Linked DNA regions of Mus musculus: region 2 is linked to region 1. A link is a contact called in public promoter capture Hi-C data. All regions are on one chromosome and are shown on one strand. Each heading gives the region's core, a stretch centred on a gene start, on an enhancer-like site or on the middle of the called end of the contact. The rest is flanking DNA. Distances are from core to core; before and after follow the strand shown. Region 1 holds the start of Acd (adrenocortical dysplasia). Region 2 holds the start of Nfatc3 (nuclear factor of activated T cells, cytoplasmic, calcineurin dependent 3).

Region 1 (2,963 bases), core at 251-2,750:
GCAAGCTGATTAACAAGGGTGGCCTGGTGCGCAGAGGTGCCACTGGTCGTAGCAGGAGCCCTTTCTTGCGCCTTTGTAGAGAGTTGGAGGCAAAAGCCAGGCCACTCGAGTCACCTTCTGCTGCAGGAGAGGGGGGGGGACTAAGATTAGAGACTTCTCCCAATTGGGCCTGTGATAGGGACAATGTCAACTGTTTTCCTGCTACTTGGAGGTCAGACCAAGGGCAGAGGCTACAGAACATAAAGCCTGGGGGCCCTGGGTATGATCTACCCTGATATACCTGTCCTATCACCCTAACCCAAGAAAGCTGCCCACTGTACCCCATCCTCACCCCGTTTCTGAACCAAGAGGCGCAGAGGTGGGGGCCCGCTGGCCAGGGCCCGGTGCAAACTGTCATCGTTGGTGAGGGGCAGCAAGTCACCGTGAGCATCCGTATAGCCAAGCAGGACGTCCAGGCCAGGGATCTGGTGTACCACACACAGCAATCGCGAGAACTCCTGAAAGCCTCTCACCGAAGTGCGGGGTAGTGCAAAGCGTCGGAACTCGGCGTCAAACTGGAGGCGGGAGGGAAAGGGAACGGAGTGTCAGGACATCCCAAGCCCCTTTCTCACCACAGCACTGAGGCTGTCAGGAGAGGGAAAGGTTGCTGGAACAGCTGCAGCCTTAGGCTTAAACCTCAGCTCCAGTACAAGGGACACTGTCCAAGGTCTTTCCCTTGCTCTCCACATACCCAGGCCACAGAGGGACTCTGGAAGTCCGTAGTGGGAGGGAGGATGCGATGAGGGGAGGCAGACAGAAAAGCAGAATAGGACGGAGGATGGAGGACAGAAAGAGGTGATGGAGAGCCAAGGAACTAATAAGGGAGAGAAAGGGAATTAGGAGCCCTAGCGCAGTGGCTAGAGCCGAGACCAGAGAAGCCCTTACTTTGCTCTTCACCTCGACGATGCTATCGGGACTGCGCGCCGGAGTCCTCTGCGGCCTGGCCATTGCAGGGCCTGGCGGGCGGGGGACAGTGCCCCACAGCAGCCCGCCGAGGCGCAGGTGCACAGCCCGGCCCGCTGGCCCGAGCCGCCCCGCCCCTGGCGGTAGCACTCGCCCCGCCCTCCCACCCAAACCATGACGTCAAGGGGGACGCGACACCGAGAAACGTGGAGTCTACGTTTCCTAGGAAACGGAGACGGAGGCAGAGAGGGCTTTCTCTGTTCTTACGTCATTACGCTATGGTTCGAGCGTCCCAAAAAGGACTCGACCAATCCGAAGGCAGAATGAGGGAACAAACATTTATTAAGTTGTCCGTGCTGTCATTTTCATTTTGTAAAGGAAACTACGGCAACATTTTAGGAAAATTCTGGAGGTCTTACACAGAGCCAAAGTGGCTTCAGGCCCCATTCTCTGCTGCAGCCTCCTAACCTGGATCGCTCTCATCCAATCTAGTCCTTGCCTTTTCCTTTCCGGCTCTAGAGTTGTACTGAGGAACAGCTCACGGGCTCAGAGAGATGCCCCGGTAAGAATAAACTGTCATCAGCCAGCAGCTAGGTCAGTCAGCAGGACCCGGGAAGAGCTTGCGCAGGCGCAGAACCGCGAGGGGGGCGGAGTCTCAAACTTAGGATCCGCCTGGCGGTCACGTGCTTCCTCTCCCGCTAGAGGCGGAGCGGCGGTGCTCGCGGGAAGACCCTTTCCTGGGGGTCGCCCAGGGTGCCGCCCTGCTAATGTCCGATTCAGGGTTGCTGGCCCTACAGCCCTGGATTCGAGAGCTGATCCTAGGTTCAGAAACACTGTCAAGTCCACGAACCGGGCAGCTGCTCAAGGTAAGCAGGTCGCTCAGATCCCAGAGACCCGGGTAGAGAAGGCGGGAGTGAATTGACACTAGCCACTACTGTTGTGTTAGGTACTCCAGGACTCGGAGACTCCCGGCCCTTCTTCCGCCCCTGACACACCTGACACCGGGGCCGTGTTACTTGTGTCAGACGGAACCCACAGTGTCCGATGCGTGGTGACGCGCAACGCCATCGACACCTCCGACTGGTAAGAGAAGTGCTACTTGTCAGCGGAAGGTGGGAGGCCAGCTGGCTAGTGGGGCATTGAACCTGAAGTGGGCGGGTACTGGAGAAGTGGGGAAAGCTCATTCCCCAGGCGTATGGGGGTTTGTGCCTGTGCTCTGGACAATGAGGGCTGTGCTCGCCGCAGGGAGGAGAAGGAGCTCGGATTCCGCGGGACCGAGGGCCGGCTCCTGCTACTGCAGGCCTGCGGGCTCCGCGTTCAGGTGGCTCAGGACCATGCGGTGAGTGGTAAGGCTCACTTGGGCGGGTTGGTTACTGTACCTAGCTCTTTGTCACCACTCCTGAGACACCACTCCCCAACTCCTCCAGCCTGCGGAGTTCTACCTCCAGGTGGATCGCTTTAACCTGCTGCCCACGGAGCAGCCCCGGATACAGGTGACTGGTTGGTAAGTGGTCCCTTTAAGGGAAGGGGATGTAGCTCAGTGGCAGACTACAGGCTTCGCATGGCTGAAGTCCTGAGGGCTTCAGTCTAAATCTCTCCATATTCCTCTCCCCAAAACAAAACAGTTAAATGAAGCTTCCACCTTTTGTCTCTTCACGCGCACTTGGCATAGATCTTCAGGTGAGAGGGATGGGCATCAATAACCCTGATCACCTACCACCCTCCTCTTTCTCCCAGCAATCAGGATTCAGATGTGCAGAGAAAACTCAATGAGTGTCTTGAGTAAGTTTGGGGTTGGGCCCTGAGGCTGTGCGCGGTATGGTCACGGGTGGCAGAGCTGGGTAGATTGGCATCAGAGCTGTCCCTGAGAAGTCTTCACTGTTTCTCTAGGGACCACCTCTCAGAGTCTGCTTCTTCCAGTGCAGGTACTGGTAGGGGTTTCCCCGGTAACCCTACCTAACTCCCTCTGTGGTTCCTCAGTAAGTCACTGAAATCTCTCACTTACCCTTCCTTCTTGTTGC
Region 2 (2,700 bases), core at 183-2,682, 360 kb before region 1:
CAACTCTTAACTTTATATTTATTACGTTGAAAACAGTATACGAAGGCTGAAAAGGAACTAAAAGGTATTGTACCACCTAGAGATTCAATGCAACGCTGAGAAAACAATGTATTAGCCCTCACAATACTATGAAAAAATTTAAATAATTCACTTAATACTGGAAAGAATAAACATGAATACTCTTATCCATCTTCTTTTTCTAAGTTCTCTTGCATATGTAATAGGGAAGCTGAACTTAACGAACCACACTATTCCAAACCAGGTCACAGGAGAGAGTTAAGTCCCCAGTCATCATCCTGTTTCTATTTACTGACTGGTTTGACCCGCAAGCATTATGGTGTCCAGCTTTCCCAACTTATCTTTTAAAACATCTTCTGAGAAGAGCTTTTTTTTTTAAAATTATTAAAAAATGCCTTCTAGAACATTCTAGGAGAACTGTAATTTTAAAAGGCAACGTATCTTGTTTTTTTGTTTTTGTTTTTTAATCTCCAGAAACACTTTGCCCAAGCAAAACAACCCAGTTTTCAGAAAGGTCCGTTATAGTATACTTGAAACTAAGCGTGGATGGAATATAAATTTACACAAGTGGACACTAACTCGAACTCGCTCTTCTAGCAAAGTAGATTTTTTTTTAAAGTGGAATTTGAAAACACGCATCTTTCAAATAAAGAATTTTACAACTAGCCTAAAGACAGCGAAGTGCGCTTACACTTCTCGGAGACATTTCCTCTGCACCACGCTGGCACAGCTACGACAACCAGAAACCTCTTGGGGCTTTGGCCCCAACAACCTCTGCCTCCAAAGCCCGGGCGTCCGCCGGCCACTGGCCTCTCGGAGTCGAGTTCCCTACTAGTTCGCTCGCAGCCAAGACACTTCCACGTCGCCCCGAACCACACGCCTCCTTCTCCTCCTCAAATTAAATCGGGCTTTCCTCGCCACCCGCACGCACCAGGGGGACCGAGGGGAAGGCGAGCTGGCGGGAGCGCGGCGAGGGCACGCTCCACAGTCCCGGCCGGCCCGGCACCCACCTGCAGGCCGCGAGACCTGGGACACCGGCGCTGGTGCCCCGTCCTCGCCGAAGACGAGTTTGAAGTCGAGCTCGTCGTGGGCGCCACAGTTTGCAGTAGTCATCGGCGTGGCCCGGGGTGCAGCGCCTCCTCCTCAGGCGGCCGCGGCGGCTCCTCAGCGCCGCTTCATGCTGGGCCGCGCCGGCCAGGAGGTCGCGGCTCCACTGCAAACTTTCCGGGCGGGGCCCGCGAGGCCGAGCGTTCCGTTCCGACCTAGAAAGCTGGCCGAGCGCCCCGCCGCACCGGGAGCCGTCACCGCCGCCGGTCGAGGGTGCAGAAAAGCCACGGTCGCCTCAACCAAGGCTCCCCGCCCCCCACCCCCACAGTCGCCGCCACTGCCGCCACCGCCGCCGGCGCGCTCCCGCGCCCTGCAGCGCGCCCAGCCCCGCCCCTCGCCGCGCTCCCGCCCGACGGGGCAGCCCATAGGCCGCTGGCCCCGCTGACAGCCACGGGCCCCGCCTCCTCACCGACCTATCGCGTGAGTCCTCTGCGAGGAGGAAGTCACGTGAGCAAGAAGCGCCAGAGCCCTGCTCCCTCTCGGAAGTTGTAGTTAAAACTCTCTTTCTTCCGCAGTTTCTAAACCAAGACCAGGGTAGGGCCAATAGCGCTGTCTAATTAGATTGGGAACCCACGTAGGCCAATTGGAGACTATCTTTTTCCCCCTCATCGGGCGGAGCTCATGTCGAGGAAGTGGGTAGCAGAGCGCCAGGGTTATAGGTGTCCGGATATTTGGCCCCACAGAGGTACTTTTCACTTATAGCTGAGTTTAGAGTGGATACGTTCGTTAGACCACCTCAAAAGTTACCACTCATCCCCCGCATCCCTCCATACCAACTTCGATGGCGTAACTTGGAGAGGGCCAGGGATTGGTTCGAACTTTTGGGTAGGTTAGGGTGGAGCCGAAGAAAACCTTGCGAGACAAGTCTGGAGTCGATTCAGAGCCACCCTTCTGGGGTGGGGCCCCGTCTCAGTGGCTGTGCCTTTGTCCCCTCAAGCCGGCCCGGAGAGGATGCCATGCATTCTAGCTAGGCCTCACCTAAATCAGAGGGACCAGGTCTGGTCCTTGACGGAAGTTGAGCAGACACAGAGAAAAGTACCCTTCTTGGCCTCTGCATCTTAGTACATAACCGTGAGACTAAGGCATTGTGACACCCGAGCAAGGAAAGCCCACATATAGGAAGTGACGCTGTCAAAAAGAACCGGCTTTCAATCTTGGTTTCACCTCAAAGAGTCTGCCTTCCCCGGTGAGACATGAGATGGCCCAAGACACCATCCCTTGGAGTCTGGGGACTCAGTCTTGTTTACTTAGCGCATGATTAAGAGAAGGAGTTGGGAGAAGCCAGTGACCACCTCCTCCACGACAGCAAGTCTGATACTACTCACAAAAGCCCCTGGGAGAATGGAGCAAGCACAAGCTCCTTGCAAAGATCTCTGCATCTCAGTGATTCCTGGGCTACTAAGTGAGCCTCAGGGGGACCCCGGCTAAGCCTAGGGTCAGAAGAGCAAGGAATGTTCTGAGCTCGTGAGCCATTCATCTTGGACTGGTTTATTCCTGCTCAGGGCTTTACCAGTACTTATGAGGGACACAGAGATACAGAGATAGTCTCCCATCAGGGTTGAGAGAGAGAGGAAT

The links. Promoter capture Hi-C pulls out the DNA fragments that hold promoters and counts their contacts.
Region 2: a promoter capture Hi-C map of embryonic stem cells shows a contact between it and region 1, with 3 times the contacts expected there. The contact joins the promoter of Nfatc3 here to the promoter of Acd in region 1. A contact is called at or near these places in 24 of 39 promoter capture datasets (the 3T3-L1 cell line, the C10 cell line, the HPC-7 cell line and 13 more), 8 of 484 Hi-C or Micro-C datasets (B cells, CD8 T cells, bone marrow-derived macrophages and 3 more), 26 of 115 datasets of contacts at active chromatin or transcription factors (the 230-238 cell line, T-cell acute lymphoblastic leukemia, Th17 cells and 16 more) and 3 of 9 other capture datasets (adipose tissue, liver and macrophages).

Annotation. Positions count from the first base shown.
Region 1 is chr8:105,699,765-105,702,727 of GRCm38.p6, reverse strand. Acd (adrenocortical dysplasia) reads left to right here and starts at 1,500. Exons shown (of 11, transcript NM_001012638.2): 1 at 1,500-1,808; 2 at 1,889-2,025; 3 at 2,188-2,281; 4 at 2,370-2,446; 5 at 2,680-2,724; 6 at 2,833-2,867. The coding sequence starts at 1,710. Pard6a (par-6 family cell polarity regulator alpha) reads right to left here and starts at 1,081. Exons shown (of 3, transcript NM_019695.3): 1 at 925-1,081; 2 at 332-554; 3 at 1-120. The coding sequence starts at 987.
Region 2 is chr8:106,058,322-106,061,021 of GRCm38.p6, reverse strand. Nfatc3 (nuclear factor of activated T cells, cytoplasmic, calcineurin dependent 3) reads right to left here and starts at 1,432. Exons shown (of 10, transcript NM_010901.3): 1 at 1,029-1,432. The coding sequence starts at 1,131.